Regions from separate parts of the Mus musculus genome. Here all the other regions are linked to region 3. The links are chromatin contacts, called in public Hi-C, Micro-C and promoter capture Hi-C maps. All regions are on one chromosome and are shown on one strand. The core of a region is the stretch at or near the end of the contact, and the rest is flanking DNA. Distances in the headings are between cores, read along the strand shown. Region 1 holds the start of Rgs9 (regulator of G-protein signaling 9). Region 2 holds the start of E030025P04Rik (RIKEN cDNA E030025P04 gene). Region 3 holds the start of Helz (helicase with zinc finger domain). Region 4 holds the start of Axin2 (axin 2). Region 5 holds the start of Arsg (arylsulfatase G). Region 6 holds the start of Dcaf7 (DDB1 and CUL4 associated factor 7).

Region 1 (2,843 bases), core at 157-2,656, 1.8 Mb after region 3:
GGAGGATGCTGGAGAGCAAGACACCACTCAGAAGGCCAAGGGAAAGGATGCATGGGAGTGATAAACACACGAGTGCTACAGATAGGTGCTCTAAGCTCCAAGCCAGGGCCGTCCTGCACGGCAGGAGAAGACCAGCCTAGACACGATCTGAAAATGACGTTCGACTTTGGACCACCAGACTTGGGCAGCCTCTTGTCCTTTCAGGAGCTGGGAGCTGCACTGTCTACTCTCCTGAGTGAGACAGTGTTCCCTTCTGTTTACGGCATGGCCCTTACATCTCTTCTATCTGGCTTCTCGGGGAGATGACCAGGTGTGCCGAATGTCCTGGTGTGCCCAGGTCTGTCCAGCTTTTAACATCTTGTAGATTAGGATACTTAGTCACCAACTGCACCCAGTTGCTAAGCTCCAGAGGCTCAAGGCAGGGAGGGCCCAGCTTGTCACAGAACATCCATCGGGCTAATTCCCTCAACAGGATAATCCTATGAAAAGTGGCATGAGCCAGAGGTAGGGCAGACAAGTGACCTGGGACTTAATCCTGTGAGTGTCTCTTCCCACACTGTCTAACTTAAAAGCCCAGAACTAAATGAACCACTTTGTCCCCAAACACGTCACCCCATAGGTACATTCCACCTCCCACATGTCCATCGGGAACGGACACCCTGTTCTGGCCATTAGCCATCGACAAGAAACGGTTCTAACTATACAGAAAACACACAGATTGCCATCCTGGGATCAGGGGAGGCTCTTGATCCCACAAATCACATTTTCCTGGTCTTTTTATACACACAGGCATACACACACTTAAAAATCCTGCTGTTTAGTATTGGGGGAAATGTTCATTTAATAGCCGATTCCTTGTAACAATATAGGCTGTCTCAAATCACCGCGCAGCTTCAAGCACTCTCCTGAGTAACAGGTTGTTTTTGGCCTGCAGCAGACCATCACGGCTGCCTTCGAATTCTCCACTACAGTTTACGCGAAAACCCAATCATTATGGTTTTTAAATACAACACATAGAGCCACATAGAAGTCATTTAGTAAAATTGGGCAGCGCGGATCGACCTAGATGGACGCCCTCTGCCCCTGCCCAATCTTCCCTTGGACACTCCACATACTGGGTCCCCGCCCACTTGCCAGGGTCCAGATGGGGATTCCCAGGGTACCTTTTGGAGAAATGCCATCCTCGGCCTGTACTGCTGGCCTTGGTGTCGGATCGTCATTCTGGACCCTGGATGAATTCACGACCACAACACGAATGGGAGCGAAAGGGGAAACCCCCAAGTTCACAAGCCAGCCTGGTCTGCCCCAGCCTGGGCGTAGACCGGGAGGCACAGAGAGCGGAGCGCGCAGGGCCCAGAATACCGCCCTCCACCCCTCGACTCTCCCTCGCACCCGCCGACATGCAAAGCAGCTGGAATTCGCGCCAACCAATCAGCGAGCAGCGCCGCGCGCTCATTAGCATGCACTGCGCGGGCTCCCACCTGCCACCAGGGGGCGGCGTCCGGCTCCACCTGGACCAAACCTCAGGTAGGAAGGCCAGATCAGGGATGCTGAAGCTAGAGCATCTGCCCCAAGGTGTGTGAGCCTGTTAATCTCTTTATATACAGAAGTGAGACAGAGCACAGTGGGAAAGGAGCTTTCCGACGCCAGCTTGCAGGAGAGTTGGACATCTTTGGGTAAGTCAGCGCTAAGAATTTCTTTATAAGAGAAGAGAAAATTTTAAACAGTTTCATGGTATCCAATAGAAGTGTCCATGAAGCTTCTAATAGATAAGTGAGCAACGCTGTGATTGTTCCTAGATAGATATTTAAGATAAAAAAAAATACCAGATGTAGACTTTTATTAATTGGCCTAACAAATAGACTAACTAGTAAGATGTTGGTTTCAAGAGAGGAAGAAGTGAAGAAGCCCATAGACACTCTTTAGCTAACTGTGTGCCCTTAGGCAAATTATATTTTACTTCTAATTCCCGATACTTGTATTTGTTTGTCTTTAATAGACTCTTAAAGGAACTTTTAAACTGACCTAAAAATTGGGCAGATGGGACAGAATAGATGCCTCCAGAGTGGCCACCTGCTCCACACATTCATAACCCCCCTCCAGGGTCAACCTGTCTGGGGAGATTGGTATGTGTCACCAATTGATGAGCCTATATTGGCATATATCCAGAAAAAAAAAAAAAGGATGAAGCCTCCACTTAGTCTACACAAGCAGGATAGATATACAATGTCGCATCTCGCATGTTTAAGTTGAAAAAGAACAAAGGGATTCGCCTTAGTGGTGCTCAGTCAACTGGTATACCTTTAGCATCTAAGCCCTTATCCACTATTTTTTTTTCCTTTCAGGCACATTTATTTGTAAGAATCCGTTGAACGCTGTGGACACTCTCAGAAAGCATGCTCACACACATGTTCACATAACACTGACTCCAGTTTGCAAACAATGTCAAAGTGCTCGTTTCCCCTGGGCCCCATGCAGAAGCCCCCACATCACAAACTTCAGTGAAAAGGATGTGAGCTCTCCAGGGATGGGTTGATGCAGAGGACCGGGGTTTCTGCCAATCATACCAGACCTCTGAGAAGCGTGTTCCTTATGTGAGCTGGGATCCCAGGAAAAAGCTGCAATGTCTTGACGTTTCCTCATGGAACAACTTCTGGGTTTAGTGTTACACGGAATACACATAAGCAAATAAAGCCAGCATTTCTTAGTTCTATAAATTCTGAGTAAGGAAAATAGAGGTGATTTCCTAAGGGGGTGGATTGGGAGCTTAAGTCATTCAGCAATGAGGAAAATCGAAAATGTAAGGAATTGTGCTCAGCTCTAGAATAGGAGCCGTCGTAGAG
Region 2 (2,952 bases), core at 302-2,801, 1.6 Mb after region 3:
TCTCTCTCTCTCTTTCTCTGTGTGTGTGTGTGTGTGTGTGTGTGTGTGTGTGTGTGTGTGTGTGTGCCCACTCTATAGCACAGGCTGACCTTTAACTCATTGTATGAACCTAAGCCAGTCTCAGACTCAGGAAAGTCCTCCTTCAGCCTCCTGGGCACTGCAGGGATTACAGATATATACTATCGTGCCAAGTATGATGCCAGTTCTTAATGGGAAGGCCCTTTGTTTTATAGCAGGACATTTGGCGTGAAGGCCTATGAAAGAGCAAAGAATCAGAAGTCGGTCTGTAGCTGGGATCCTGTGCCTCCCCTGGAGTCTGCTGACTCTTGCTCTGAGGGGCACTTATAATGCTTGCTAGAGCAGACTTAGACCTCCACGACCTCAGGCAACCATGTAGCGCTCCGAGATCCCCTTCTCCCCTCTGTGACACTAGAATGGGCTTTACCTCCAGTCGTTGAAAGAAGATGTTGTATTTCAATGCTTTGTGAAGAGATTCCAGTCTATTCTGAGGGAAGAGCAATGGGTTCCTACATTCTTAGAACGGGGAGTGTTCTCATGACTTGGTGAGAAAAATTATCTTTGTGGAAGTGTGGCCCTCTGAGATACATAAGGTGGAAAAAGATGAGGTGTCTTCCTGAAGTCCTCGGTGAAGAAACCCCAGAAGAAACCCCACTTTTTTTTTTCGAGACAGGGTTTCTCTGTATAGCCTTGGCTGTCCTGGAACTCGTTTTGTAGAACAGGCTAGCCTCAAACACAGACATCTACCTGCCTCTGCCTCCCAAGTGCAGGGATTTAAGGTGTGCACCACCACGCCCGACTTGAAACCCCACTTTTGAAACTATGGTTTGTCATGTTGATGTCTCCTAAGTACCCATTGGCCTCGGGCCCCTCCTCCTAAATTCGTTTGATACGCTGTTCCTTACCAGCCAAAGTTAGAAGTTTGTATGTGGCTATTTAGTTTCAGTGGTTATTTAAAAAAAAATGTCACAGCTAACTCTCACCTGGGCCTTTTCTGCATCCTATTAGCTGTGTCCTCTGTGTCTCTGACGGCCACGCGTCTAACAGTCGGATCCCTTCCATCCTGGTCTTGGCTGAAGTTGACCCACCTCCTGCTGCTCCCAGGGGTGAGGTGGGGACAGTCCTTCCCCCAAATCTGAGACATGCTTACGCAGTATCTGAAGGGTTGACTAAACTCTGGTTCTTGGTATGTTTTTTTCTTCTTCTTTGGTGTTGTCTGAGACATCCATTCGAAACTCCCCAGATGTCAGAGCCCAGGAGTTACACGCCAAGACTTCTGTTCTCTAAGGGAGGAGGAAGCCCTAACATCTTTAGCTACTCACTCTCCTTTTGAGTAGTGCTCAATCCCTTTGCCCTCCTTGCTGCAAATCTCGCAGTCATCCATCTCAGAGCGTTCCCAGAACCAAGGGCAAAGCTCCAGCTGCCACTGGCCCCAGCAGAATGGGATCTGTTCCCCCTGGTGAAGCTGAAAATTCCTTCTCATCTTGGCAACCACATCACACCAGTGTGTGTTTGCTGATCTGTGGGCAGCAAAGACTCTGCAGCATTTCCCCTCTTACCACGTGCTCTGGTAAGTCATGTGTTCTTGTGTGGATCAGTCCCTGTCCCGTCCCCCCCCACACACACACACACCCTGCCCAAGGACGTGATCTAACGTTTGTTTACTCCAGAGGTCCTCTTGCATAACCCAGTCCTAGTCTCTGTCTCTTGAAGTGATTGAGAATCCAGAGTTGGCCATCCAGCTGTGTCTCTGGCTTTGGATCAATAATCAATTTGACCCTCATATTTTCTAGAGTTTAATCTAAGTCATTGATAAACATGTTGAATAGAAGTGGACACATGACACAGCCCCATGCTACTGAAAATCTTTCTGGGGTCAGAGTTCACATATTGATGGTCCAGCTGCCAGATGAGGCCTGCAGATGTGCTATGTTTGGACTGAATAATATTTTATGTTTCTTTTTTATTTTACCTTTGAATTAGTGGCCAACACTGGATTATTTTTTAAAGCTTCTCCTGAACGATTGAAGCTATGTCAACACCAGAACCACAACCCAACAGCTGGAGCAGCTGTATACAGTTATGTAGGTTGTAGACTATGCACTCTACCTGGGACTCGTGCAATGAGCACATCTGGTAGTCGATACACAGGCTCTCTGTTTGGCCTCTGTCCCAACTGTCCCCTGTTATCAGGCACACAGCCCACTCTTACTTATTGACGATATCTGTCTCATTCCTGAAGGTCTCCATTTAGGAGATTCTATATCCTGTTTATCAGCATCCTTTGGGTACAATCTGTCAGCTGGTTATAAATCTAACTAATTGCACCATTTCCCAGGCCGTGTAATCTCTCTGGATTTTATGAGTGCCGTTGCCAGATGCTGTATAAAGCTTGGTTATTAGCGTCCATCCCATGTCCTTGGAGTGCTAGACTCTTAGGACTGAGGGAAACAGAACTGCAATGGCCTTCGCCTGGCTTGGACTTGGGATTCTATGTATTTACTTCTTGAGGAACAAAGGCACTATCTTGTAAACATTGTTTCTAGGAACTTGGAATCGAGCCAGGCATTTGTCGTAACCTCGCCAAGCAAGCATGCAGAATGAGACCCTCCATCCTTTGGAACTCTTGGAGGTGGGCTTCACTTCCTTTCTTTTCCAGACCCTTTGGCTGTTCTCTGTAAGGTCTGATTTGGAGTCAGGTTAGCAACTCATCTTAGGATCCTTACCATGTAAGACCTTAAGATCATGGCTGGAATCATCTGCCTACTAAGGCCAGTAAGTATTTCATGTTTGTCTCCAACCGATGCCTTCTTGTCAATATCGTCTGCCCCAGTCAAGCTGAAATACTTCCGTAGTTGTTCTCTTAAGCACGTCCTCCTTCTATCTTCACAAGGACCATTTGGACTGCTAGGACCATGGTCAGAGCTACATGCT
Region 3 (3,005 bases), core at 284-2,783:
GTGACTAAAAAAGGTAGATCTAAGACCCTTTGCACCGAAAAGAGTGTGTTTGCGCGATAGTGCCTGTTGCCTCAGGATCTTTGAATTTACAGAACCATTTAACAGCAAGCTTTGGTATATTGGAGATTTATTTATTACTGGGGATTAAACCCTCGCTAAAGCTAAACAACAGGATCTACCCGGAAGTCTCGGAGCATTTTCTTTTGGACACAAATCTTGCTCCGGGGAGGCGAGCATCTAGAGGTCCTCAAACTCAGCAGTGCTGACACTGGAGGAAGAGAATGTATAGGGTGGGGGTGGGGAGTTAATGAACAGACCTACATTTCTGGCAGGACTAGGGCTGCAAGGAGCTGGTACTTCATGGAGCAAAAGGGGTGGTCACCTGAGCTAGGTGTTGCTCGCCTGAAGCAACGCGGGAGGGGCGGGGAAAGCGCTGGGCTTGTCTTGCAACCAGAAAGCAGATGCCCGCGGGATGCTCGCAAAGGTCTGTTGCCGGCGCACGGTCGCCTCCTACTTCCTGCGTCCTGGTCGCCTCCAAGCCACTCTGGACATCCCCCTCCTCTCTCTGCCCAGAGCCAGCGTGGCGCCCGCCCTCTACCTTGTCCCGCCGCCTGGGGTCGCCGCCTTGTGGGAACAGGACAGTTGAAACGCGGTAGGCACTACCCCCCAACCCACCCGGGGGACCCCCTCCCGGCCCAGGCGCGCATCCACGCCCCACCCGGACTCTGCAGCCGGGTTCTCTTGAGTTACCTGCATGGGGAAGTCACAGTCCACAATTTGGACTCTAACCCGGCTGAATTCTAAAGCCACATTCCTAGGGGAGGGGGTCCTCCGACCTAGAGGGTCGCAGATCACATTACCGGCCAAGAGGAGGGGACCGCGCGAGTAAACTGGGGTAAAAGTTGCATTTAGCTTAACCTTCCCAGATCCCAATTGCAGCTTTGCGGGCGGATTGACTCGGCGTTTCACCGAGTTCCTGGGATCCTAGGGCCCCAGAGTGGCTTCTTAGGATACCGACACTGTCCCCGCGCGCGAGTGCGACATGCCTGGCGGATGCCCCGGGGCGGGAAGCGCGAGCGGTAGCAAGGACCTGGAGCTGGGGGAACCGCTCGCAGGCGTGCGCATTCATGCGCTCATGCATCCCTGCATACATCTATGCATCCGCTAGCCGGCTCACACACCACCCGCGTCCGGGACACGCCGTGTTGATTGAATGCAGGAGTAGGGTATCTGGCTACTAGGGCAGGATCGCGGCGGGGCAGACAGCAGCTCGCGTAAGGAATGGGGGAGATAGGGACGGGGGTGGGGGGAAGAGAGAGCACCCCAAAGGCACAGTTGGAAAACTGGGTGTGTGAGTAGGGGTGTTCCTTGAGAAGTCTCGCAGGCGCTGAAGGGGGCCGGGCGGGCCTCTGGGGCCAACTTTCCGGAGGGAGGTGCAGCCGGAGGGGGCGGCGCCGGCGGCGGGAGGCGGGAGTCGGGGGCCGAGGGGGGGGGGGAGTCACTTTAAAGGCTCTTTCTTACCCATAATGCTTTGTGGGGACGTTGACAAGTGGATCCAAGATGGCGTAGAAAGTAATGACAGGTAAGTCCTGACTTCCCCGTTCTCCGCTGCCCGGGTCGCTTCAGGAGCCTCCAGAGCCATCCGGGGAGAGGCCCGGACTCTCCTCGGGTGCTCCGGGTCCGGGACAGCGCGGCCCCGGGGACAGCGGGGGATCCCGCCGGCCGCCGGCAGGGCCTGGGGAGCGGGGCTCTCTCAGAGGCGAGGCCCGGACGCTGGAGCTGTTTACTGTTTCTTCCCCTCCTCAATCTCCTTTTCCCTCCGCTGGGGGGCTGAGGTGCCAGGGACCCAGGCGGTGGCCCGAGGGTCCTTGCACACGCCCGAGGTTCGGGGGGACCCGGGAGCCCGCGCGAGGCTGCTCCGGCACGGGCCGACCCTGGGGTCCCCGCACGCCCCGCGCCCCAGGGTCGCGGCTTAGGGTGGGGAGCGGGCGGCCTCCCACGCCGCGCGCGGTGCAGCCCTCCGGGTTAGCATTTCCACCCAGGGTGGGGCGGCGACCCCAGGGCAGGGGACAGCACGAAAGTGGGTCAGGGGGCGCCCCTCCCCAGCAGAGGGCTCTGCTCAAGATTCACTGTGGTCCCCCTCTCCCCGCCCCCCTCCTGGGACATGCGTGGCCCGTGAGCACATCTACAAAAACAAATGCACAGTCTCTTCCTGGAGGTGTCTCCAAAGGCCCCTTTCTTTCCTTCTCTCTCTTTACCCTCAAGGGCTCGGACACATAGTCCTAAGTAGGAACTGTGATTTCTCTCCCCAAAATGAGTTGAGTCTTCTGCCCCCTGGCCTTTGCTGAGGGTCCTCACAGACAGGGCTGGAAGCCAGAGCCTTCAGATTCCTTTTGGGTTGGGAACCTTGTTTTTTTTTTTTTTTTTTTTTTTTTTTGTTGAGCTCCGAAATTGGCATCCTTTCTCCCTTGCAAAGTTACACTTTTTAGACAAGCCATTAGGATAATCAGAAGTGTAACTTCAGAGATAGTGGATGCCGGGAGCAGCCGGGGGAAGAGGGAGACGTTATCTGGCCTAGTTTGTTCTTGATTTTGCTCTCTTCACTCATATGAATAGCTTTTTTCCCCCCCTCCTTGATTTTTTTCTCCCTTCTTTTATTTTTGAAAGTAAGACTAATCAGTGTAGAATAGATGAGTTTATTATGTTTAAGGTTGAAGACTATTTTCTAATCTGTTGCTGAAAGAAAATATTTTCAATTTTAGGTAAAAGAAGCAAATTTTTTTCCCCTCCAAAGCTTCATCCTGTATCTTTTTTTTTTTTTTTTTTAAATAACTTTTTCCACTTGAAGTGTATCCATATTCTTTTACTAAAGGACTATAAAATGCTTGTAACTGGTAACAGCTCCAACTGGTGTTGCATACCATCTTCTTTTTCTGTTTGCTCCAGGAACTGGATGAAGTAATTGATCACTAATGAACTACAGAGCCGGTGAGATGTGCAAGGTG
Region 4 (3,078 bases), core at 460-2,959, 1.4 Mb after region 3:
GCTGGGGTTGATGGAGGAGGTGGGCGGGTATGCCTTTGGTCTAGGATTCCATATACCATGTCAGAGCTGGAAGGCAGAGAGAATGGAGAGCCACCCAGTATCCTCACACCTGGTAGTTGTCTCAAGATACAGATGCATTATGGGAACACGCTTCCTCTGGTCTTCCCCGGAAGGACCACATTTCACAGCCGGGACTGCTGGCTTTAGAGAGGTCAGCTCTGGTTGCAAGGAAACCCAGGTACATTGACCATGGAGGAAGAGCAGGAGGATGAGACCCACCGGGCCTCCTTTCTAGGCTGTGGAATTTGAGGCCTAAGGTGTGTGAGCTCTCTGGCCCTTTGCTGCAGCCCGGGTTCTTTCTCCAGTAGAACATGGGGGACACTTTTCCCTCTTTGGACAGCCATGTTTCTTACCTGTTTCAAAGTCTCCAAAGCGGAATGTTCGCCCTCCCTTCAGAAGGCCAGGCCCTTGCTTCTCTCGGCTTTCCTCTCTTTGGATTACTTTGCCCTGGGCTCCGCTGTTGATATTTTGTTGCTGCTGTTGTGTTACTGCTTTGTCTCTGAGAGATTGAGCCTTAGGTAGCCCAGGCTGGCTTCCATTTTACTAAGTTGGTCTTGGAATTCTCATTCTATTGATTGGCTCTACCTTGGGGTGGCAGCCATGTGTCACCAACTCTGGCTTATGTGGTGCAGGGGTTGGGGCGGAACTGAGCGTTTGTGAAGTAAGAACTCTATCAGGCTACCTACTCACTTCCATTCCCCCCCCCCCCCCCCCCCCGCAAGTTTATCAGCTCATCCACGGGGAAATGCTCTACAACAACAGATGAATGAATAAGTGTTCTGAACTTATGGCATATTTTTTTAAGGCCCGTGCCTTATAAATATTTTGGGGAGAATGTGGAAAGGAATTCGAAGGTGACAGTGGGGTGAATTTTTAATACTTTAACACCGCGTATGTGTGGGAGGCATTCCACGGCTGTTTAATAAGTAACATATGGGATGGTGGCAGCCCTTTGGGAGAGTGTGGTGGGCACGGATTTGTTGGGGAAAGAGGTCCATGAGTGTGCAAGGAAGGTGCTGACTGATGTGTAAGGTTGCAATATTGGGGAACTGAGGTGCGCACCTTGATTCCACTGTGGAGACAAATTCACAACCGCCCATCTTCATCCAAACACAACTGTCCACAAACTATTTCTATATTAGTGCAAATAGATACTGGAGCACAAGTGCACACACACACACACACACACACACACACACACACACACACATACACACACATCATGCCTTCTGAGTCAGAGTACGCCCTAAGAATTGGCCAGCGGATCTAGCTCCTACCAGAAGGCTCTCCAAATTCCCAGGGAAATTTGAAAAAAGGTAGGAACGTGTTTGATTTGATGGAGGGGGGCGGGGGGGGGGCGGGTGCTTTATTGCAGTTCTTGCAATGGCCAGAGAGAAACTGGCATTCTAGAGCTGGAGAGCGCTAGGTAGGCAGGGGGAGGAGACATGAGCAGAGGCTGGAGAACTTGAAACATGAAATCAATCAGAACTCCGGCCGAGAACACCCCGGGGCCGCCAGCAGCCGGCGGGGGGCAGACGAGGGCCAAGGAAGGGTTAACGCGGGAGCTGAGTGTGCCACGGGGGCCGGGCCGGGGCGGGGCAGAGCGGGCGCGCGCTGTCCCTTTAAGGCGGGCGGCGCGCGGGCCGGCCGAGCGCCTCTGTGATTGGCGCGGCGGGATCACTGGCTCCCCGAGCCCGGCCCGGGGGAGTCGGCTGGAGCCGGCTGCGCTTTGATAAGGTCCTGGCAACTCAGTAACAGCCCAAGAACCGGGAAATAAAAATAAGCAGCCGTTCGCGATGGATTTCGGGGCCACCCGGAGGCCGAGGCGTCCGCCTCCCCAAAGGAGAGCTTTGCTGTAAAAGGTGGGGTCGGAGGCTCGGTCCCGTCGCAGCCGTTTCTAAGAAAGCTCCGTGCGGCCGGGGGCGGTTGGCAGCGGGGCGCGGGGCCGCGGGAGGGGGCGACCGGGAGCAGGCCGGGGTAGTAGAGGGGTGCGGATTGCACGGCCCCCCAAAAGGGGCGCTGGAGCGCGCTGGGCTGGCCCGGGTGCGGCTCGCATACCTCCCTTCCAGGACCGTGCGCTCGGCTCGCGCCTTTGAAGTGCACAGTTAAATCCACAGCGCAGTTTTTGTTGGAAGCGCCCGGAGGACATTTGGTGCGCCTAGTGACTGCTGGAAACAGGACCTGGGTTGAAAGCCGGCCGGGCGGGGGCCGGGGGCGGCCGCGGTGGGGGCGGAGGCCCACTCGGATCTTTTGCATAAAAGGGGCAGCGGGGCGCACGATCCCCCCCCCCAAAAAAAACCCGGCGCAGACCTCGGGATCGTTGTTTTCCGTGCACCCCCTCCTCCGCCTCCGCGAGACTCCTCATGTTCCCCACGCCCGGGCGGGCCCGGGGGGGCCCCGGGGCAGCCTCTGCGAGTCCAGCGGGGGACCCGGGCAGGGGCTCTGCCCGCGGCGCCTGCGAGGTCTCCGCAAGGAGTGCGCCAGCGGATCAATGGTGAGTGCCGAGGCCGCGGCGGTCCGGCGGCCGGCGCGCTTTGATGTGCGGGGCGGCGCTTTGAAGTTGGCAGGCCGGCTATTTCGGGGCGCGCTCCGGGCCCGCGCGGAGGGGAAGCGGCGGGCTCGGCGCCCAGCGCTCCGGGGGGTTTGGCCGGGCGGCCCTGCGCGCGGTGAGCTGGAGTCCCCTCCCCTGCGCGGGGTCCGGGGTGGCGGGGGGCCGGTCAGGGAGACTTCTCCAAGTGGCGTTGGGGACGGAGGCGGAGACGGGCAGCTCGCCCTCGGGGGTCGAGTCGCCGTGGGTGTGGATGAGTTGGGGTGTGCGTGTTCATGCGAGTGCTTTTGGAAGGTGGGATGAAAGGGTGGCGGCGCCCCCCGCTTGCCCTCCCCGCCCTTCCACCGCCCCCTCCCACTTCTTTCCCCACTAGTCTCCCCCTCCCATCCGCGGGTCCGCGCTTAGGTGCCGGGAGCGCTGGTGAAGGCTCAGTCTGAGGGTAGAACCGGCCAGAGCCCAGGGCGCTCCCG
Region 5 (2,799 bases), core at 186-2,685, 1.9 Mb after region 3:
AAAACAAACAAACAAACAAACAAACAAAAAAAACCAGTCAGATCACCAGAGGCTGAAATCTCAATCCTAAGGTAGAAATCCCCTTCCCGTCAAAAGCAGCCAGCACAGTGCCTAGCTGTACAAACCACCAGCTTCCAGGTTAAGGAGTTGTAATGGGTTCCTCAATTCCTACGATCTTCCCCCCTACCCTGTTGTTCGATGACATTTTTACACGCCATCTAACAAACTTCTATCACTTGTCTGCTGCGGTGCAGGGATTGAGAACAACCCAGAAGGAAATTAACCTATTTCCTCTTTAAAATCATTCTCCCCCCACGCCTGGAGCCGTTCAGCTGCACGACACTTTGCTGCCGCTGGTAGCCCGGCGGACCTTGGAAGTTGTGCGGGACCGACCAGCAGGCAGCAAGCGGGTGACAGTGCAGCCCGGCAAGGTGTGGGACCCACGCTCCGAAGGGAAATCTGTCTCTCTCCGGGACCGCCCTGGGGAGGGGGGTAACAGGGATGGAGACCCGAAGTTCCACTTTTCCCTCGTGCTGCCTCAGTGGCCGCCTTGGGTGCGCGCGCGAGCCCGGGGAAGGAAGGTACCTCTCTGACATTTCGCTCTGCTGACGCGCCGGCAACTTCATGAGGAAAATCCAGAGAGGGTCTGAGACGGTCGCCGGACTCGCCTCACAGCCTGGCTCCTTTCACCCCGGGTTGGGGACGATCAAAGGCCAGGGCACCCTTTAAGGTATTTCCTGGAACCCATCTATACTTAGGGTCATGGACATTCAACTCTCAGTTGCCCACAACTGCCCGAGCGCGTCATCCCAGTGGCTCCGAACACTCCCAACTGTCAGAATATTTTTCGGATTAACCTCTTTAAAATGTTAAAAGCTTTCCTCCTCCCCGCCCTTAAAAAAAAAAAAAAGGCCCCAACACATATTAAAAAACAAACAAACAAACACCCATACCCCACAATCAAACTTTTAAGCGTGTAAAATAATAAAACCAACTCACCAAGTTAGAAGGGAAGAGAATAAACCCCAAAAGGCACCCAATAAGGCGGAGGCTGGGCCTCCGGAGCCTTCTTATAAACCGCTCCGTAACATGAGAAAAAGGTTTAACCCCTTAGGGCGTGGGCCAGAGTCTCTATCAAGTTGGCTCCGGGCGGGGAGCCTGGAGTACCCTGGCCCCCAACCCACGCCAGCCTCGGCCACCCGAGCCACACCCTCCCCCCGCCCCCCAACCCTGTCGCCTCCTCCCGGGCCGTGCGTGCCGCCGCCCGCGCCCCGGCCCCGCTTCTCTCTGCCTATCTCTTATCCTATACCGGCTGCAGCCGGTCTCCGCCGGCCTCGGGGGCGCGCCGCCGACCATGTGCTGGGAGCGCCGAGCGCCTGCAAGGAGGGGGCCGGCCTGGTGCGCGCGCGCGGGCCCACGTGGATCGGGGCCGCGCAAGGCACGCGCCCCGCCTGCCGGCTGCCGGGGCTGGGGGTCACGGAAGGTAACCGCGCTGTCATCGCGGGTCGCCCATCCCCGCCGACGCCTCTGGGGTCCTTGGCCCGACGCCCTCATCCCCTCATCCGCGCGTGCCCGTGTGATCCCGGCCCGATCGGACCCCGGCACTTAGCTGCAGTGCGAGCGGGAGCGCGATCGAGCCCGGGGCGACCGAGTGCGCCCCTGCACCCCCTCTCCGAGCGCAGCTCCCGGGTCCGCCCGCGCCCTGAGGATTTGGGGAGCCAGTGAGGAGGCTGGGGAGGGGGGGTTGGGAGGGCAGGGGAGGCGCGCGTTTGGGCTGGTCCCGCGCGTCCCTGGTCCCGGACTGAACAGGTTCCTTCCAGTTTGGGTGTGAGCGGAGCACGCGCGGGATCCCGAGTTCCTCCTCTAGAGACCACTTCCCCCCCAAATTTCGTCAACTCGCGCGCCCCGCCAGTTCCCCTTCCGGGCATGCGGGGGGAAGTGCCGCAATGGGCCCTAAGGAGCCCGCGGCTGGGTTGCTGCCGGTGCACTGTCGTGTTCCCCCGCCTCCCCTCCCCGTGCTGCCTTGTTTGCAGCCGCAGCAGCCACCAGCCGCCAGCATCCGCGCTGCGCGAAAGAGATGGGAGAAGCCTGGCTGAGTCAGCATCTCCGCTTCTCCGTGCGCGCGCACCCGCCTAGGCGGGAGGCGGCGTGAGCACAGGTGCACGGCAGCCTTAACCCCCCCCCCCCCCAGGAGGCTTCTGGGGGGATCGAGACCCCCAAACCTCCAAGCCCCCTGATCCCAAAGGTCACTATGAACTAAATGGATGCTTCCGGAGAAGCCCGAGTTATTCCTGAGGACAGCGCGTGTCTGAGGATTAGGGACTGTTCAGAGCCAGAGGGGGCGCAAAGTTGGTTTCCTGGACTCCATCTCACACCTCTGGAGAAAAACTGGGTACTGCCTCACAGCAAAAGCCCTGTTCCTCTGCATTCCCCCCCCTTCCCCCCTCAGACTTAGGCAACCCACGTCGGTTGATTGTGGCTCAGAGATTGTCTTTCTGATGTTAGAAACTGCAGAGAACCTACTTTGGGAGTGTGCCTGAAGGGTCGCCACCCACCGGGAGGAGCACCGGTTCAAAATTTTAATAAAAACCTTTCCTTGCTCTGTCATTTCCCCCAGGATTTGGGAATGCAGTCACCCAGTGCTGTCAATAGGCTCTGGTGTGGCTAAGTGAGGAGGCAGGTGTATTGGTGCAGAGTGTGTTACTCTGGTCACTGTAGTCCAGCCAGGCTACCACTGAATAATAACTGGCAAATTTGTGGGAATAATTAAACCTTTACCCCATCCCAGACAGGTGTAGT
Region 6 (2,739 bases), core at 77-2,576, 1.5 Mb before region 3:
GGACCAAATTTCCTGATATGCACAGAAATAAAACGTTTCAATAAAATACACACCTAGGTATCCAGTTAATTTTCTTTTAACTTTTATTATTTTGAAACAGATTCTCAACTAGCCCAGGCTGCCTCTAATTGGCTCTGTAGCCCAGGATAAGAGTGACTTTCTGGTTCTCCTGACTCTACCTCCCAAGAGCTGGATTAGAGGTGTGTAACACCATGCCTAGGCTCTATGTAAAAATAAAAGTGCCCAGTAGACTTGTTCATACAGGTGGCCATTACTAAAAGATGGTTGATAAGTGTATACTATTGTCCCTCAAGGCTTCCAAGTGTTTGTATCCATTAAAAATTGTATTTTACAGACTGGAGAGGTAGGATAGCCCTATGGGCACTGGATGCTCTTGCAGCAGACCTGGGTTGGATTCCCATCTGTAACTAACTCCAGTTCCAGGGGATTGAATGCCTCTTCTGACCTCCGTGGGCAACTGTTCACATGTAGTACACTTACTTATACTCGGGCACATACAAATACACGTAAAATTAACGTGTTTTAAAGTACTGCCTAACAATTCAATACAACCCCTTTCAATATCGTTGAAAGAATTTACATTTATATTGGTGTACCTAGATCCAGGTTTTTCTGCATTTCAAACTCATGGCATATAAGCATTTAAAGTTGGATTACCATTTGGCTTCTGAACATCCCAGAGGAAGAAGGTAAGTGACTAATAGCCAGGTCATTTGCAAATCGATCCCAGAATTCAGGAGTCTCTTTAGTGTCTGTAGGAAAGCGCAGGAAAGCCTTAATCAATCTAGCCTGTCCCTGGACGTTTCTATCATGCCTGAAAGAGAACAGTTAAAAGGTGGGCATTGGAGCTGGAGAGAGTTCCCGTTTGGCAAAGACTGAGGGACCGCCGGACATAGGGAGATGTAATAAACGCAGGTGGTCCTCCATGAAGGTAGGTTTGACAGTTACTGTCAGTGGAGAGAGGTGATCAGAACAGCAGCAGCAGAGGAGAAATAGCAGGCTTTACTCTTGGCCTAGAATTTGGATCAGTAGAGGGGCACACTTGCCCCCATGCCACCCACGCCCCCATTCACCCGCACTGCGCCGTTATCCCCTTGACTGACATCTTGGGTAGCCAATGATCTTTGGGACTTCAAAAGAGCCCGCCTCCAGGAGCTGGGCGGGGCTAATGAGCAGAATGACAAACATTTTCACCAATAGTAAGGAGGGCGCGGGCGCTACAACTGTGTCGACCAATGAAAAGAAGGAACAGTTTGGAAAGGACGTACCCGGCAGCCAACGCTCGTCGCCGCTGCGGGGTCGCGTGGCTTCCGTTCCGAGAGGGCGGGCCGGCATCCCAAACGGAAGGTGGTAGCGCTGCCCGAGCTGGTTTGAAACTGGTGGTCGGGCCCGGCCGAGTGTGAGTGTGTGTAGCCGAGGACCCGCTGGAGGGCTAGGCCGTTCTTGACCGCCCCGGCCCCGCCTCCCCTCGGACCCGCGGACCCAAGCCCGGGTCCCCGCCTGTCTTGTGCCCCAGCCCGCTGCCTCTCTGGCCGGCTCTGCGGCCCAGCCGCCACCATGTCCCTGCACGGCAAACGGAAGGAGATCTACAAATATGAAGCGCCCTGGACTGTGTACGCCATGAACTGGAGCGTGCGGCCGGACAAGCGCTTTCGCCTGGCGCTGGGCAGCTTCGTGGAAGAGTACAACAACAAGGTGAGTTGTGCCGGGGCTCAGCGTGTAGCCGGCGGGGAACGCTCGAGGTGGGCGGCAGCCCCGGTCCCCACAACTCTCCTGCAAACTCGCCTTGACCACAACAAGGGGGTGGGTCCTCTGTGGTCCTGTCGCTGAGGTTGTCACACTCGTTGCCTCTTATTTAGTTTTGACAGCCGGGGGAAACCGAGGCACGGTGTTGTGACATGCCTGAGGCAGATAAGATTTTCGATGGTAGTAGCAGGTTTCAGATCGGAGTCACACCCCCAAAGCTATGTCCTCCGTCCCTCTCATTTCCCCCACTCCTGTCGCAGTGCTTCTGTTGCTAGGTGGGGGGCGGGAGAGAGGCAGTGGAGGAAGATGCGGCGCTTGGATTGGTGGTCGTGCATTCCTGGCCACGCGAGATTTCTGTTAGGGCTATTTATTGCAAGATCTTCCCCATCTCAGGTGTTTCTCATGGATACAGAGCCCTAATGCTAGGTTGTCATTGGTCATTGGTTTTGCTCCTTGATGTTCACCCTCCCCCAAACAGCCTATCCTTGGAAACCTTAGTCTGTGGCATTATCCCGCCATTATTTCTGAATAGAGAAAGATGACGTTTGACCTGTTCTTTTCGTGGTTCTTTACACATTCATTTGCAGCATTGCTGGACATCATCACTTCATCAAAACACTGGCAGAAGGAGAGAATTTTTATATGCAGGGTATAGGTTTGAAAGTATTGAGAAGAATTTTCTTTCCCTAATCTCTTACCTTCATTCTTTTGTTGTAATTTGAGTTAAAAAAAAAAAAATGAATGACAGTAATCAGAGATACTGAAAGCTTTGGCCAGTGGTATTTATAGCCAGTACTCTGCCTTACTCTTATGAACATCAGACTGGAGACAAATGACAAGATGGTGGGAGCAGTGGAAGAAGTAGGTGGTCTAGGATTTAGCTATAAGGCATTGAACAAACCAGATTTTATTATTTTTGACCCACAGTGATCTAGGAGAGGGCTTCTGTTTTATATGTGAAGGGTCAGGTGA

Evidence for each region. Promoter capture Hi-C pulls out the DNA fragments that hold promoters and counts their contacts. A called contact is a pair of places that touch in the nucleus more often than the background predicts.
Region 1: a contact with region 3 is called in a promoter capture Hi-C map of stem cell-derived epiblast-like cells, with 7 times the contacts expected there. The contact joins the promoter of Rgs9 here to the promoter of Helz in region 3. A contact is called at or near these places in 4 of 39 promoter capture datasets (frontonasal cranial neural crest, hippocampal neurons, liver and 1 more).
Region 2: a contact with region 3 is called in a promoter capture Hi-C map of liver, with 2.5 times the contacts expected there. The contact joins the promoter of E030025P04Rik here to the promoter of Helz in region 3. A contact is called at or near these places in 2 of 39 promoter capture datasets (hippocampal neurons and liver).
Region 4: a Micro-C map of embryonic stem cells shows a contact between it and region 3, with 4 times the contacts expected there. The contact joins the promoter of Axin2 here to the promoter of Helz in region 3. A contact is called at or near these places in 3 of 39 promoter capture datasets (embryonic stem cells, hippocampal neurons and liver), 2 of 484 Hi-C or Micro-C datasets (both in embryonic stem cells) and 3 of 115 datasets of contacts at active chromatin or transcription factors (all in embryonic stem cells).
Region 5: a promoter capture Hi-C map of the HPC-7 cell line shows a contact between it and region 3, with 6 times the contacts expected there. The contact joins the promoter of Arsg here to the promoter of Helz in region 3. A contact is called at or near these places in 7 of 39 promoter capture datasets (the 3T3-L1 cell line, the C10 cell line, the HPC-7 cell line and 3 more) and 3 of 115 datasets of contacts at active chromatin or transcription factors (embryonic stem cells and large pre-B cells).
Region 6: a contact with region 3 is called in a Hi-C map of CD8 T cells, with 4 times the contacts expected there. The contact joins the promoter of Dcaf7 here to the promoter of Helz in region 3. A contact is called at or near these places in 1 of 39 promoter capture datasets (pre-B cells) and 1 of 484 Hi-C or Micro-C datasets (CD8 T cells).

The regions. Positions count from the first base shown.
Region 1 is chr11:109,296,775-109,299,617 of GRCm38.p6, forward strand. It overlaps Rgs9 (regulator of G-protein signaling 9), which reads right to left and starts at 1,407. Exons shown (of 19, transcript NM_011268.2): 1 at 1,164-1,407. The coding sequence starts at 1,220. It overlaps Gm39441 (a long non-coding RNA gene), which reads left to right and starts at 1,456. Exons shown (of 3, transcript XR_880277.3): 1 at 1,456-1,676.
Region 2 is chr11:109,142,818-109,145,769 of GRCm38.p6, forward strand. E030025P04Rik (RIKEN cDNA E030025P04 gene) reads right to left here and starts at 1,552. Exons shown (of 3, transcript NR_037978.1): 1 at 1,002-1,552.
Region 3 is chr11:107,546,400-107,549,404 of GRCm38.p6, forward strand. It overlaps Helz (helicase with zinc finger domain), which reads left to right and starts at 1,534. Exons shown (of 33, transcript NM_001368755.1): 1 at 1,534-1,582; 2 at 2,947-3,002. It overlaps Gm39426 (a long non-coding RNA gene), which reads right to left and starts at 1,595. Exons shown (of 3, transcript XR_003949607.1): 1 at 1,522-1,595; 2 at 383-624; 3 at 1-268.
Region 4 is chr11:108,918,640-108,921,717 of GRCm38.p6, forward strand. It overlaps Axin2 (axin 2), which reads left to right and starts at 1,710. Exons shown (of 11, transcript NM_015732.4): 1 at 1,710-1,922.
Region 5 is chr11:109,471,939-109,474,737 of GRCm38.p6, forward strand. Arsg (arylsulfatase G) reads left to right here and starts at 1,436. Exons shown (of 14, transcript NM_028710.3): 1 at 1,436-1,483. It overlaps Slc16a6 (solute carrier family 16 (monocarboxylic acid transporters), member 6), which reads right to left and starts at 1,660. Exons shown (of 6, transcript NM_001029842.2): 1 at 1,310-1,660. The coding sequence starts at 1,554.
Region 6 is chr11:106,035,546-106,038,284 of GRCm38.p6, forward strand. Dcaf7 (DDB1 and CUL4 associated factor 7) reads left to right here and starts at 1,327. Exons shown (of 7, transcript NM_027946.3): 1 at 1,327-1,716. The coding sequence starts at 1,579. It overlaps Kcnh6 (potassium voltage-gated channel, subfamily H (eag-related), member 6), which reads left to right. Exons shown (of 13, transcript NM_001037712.2): 13 at 1-49.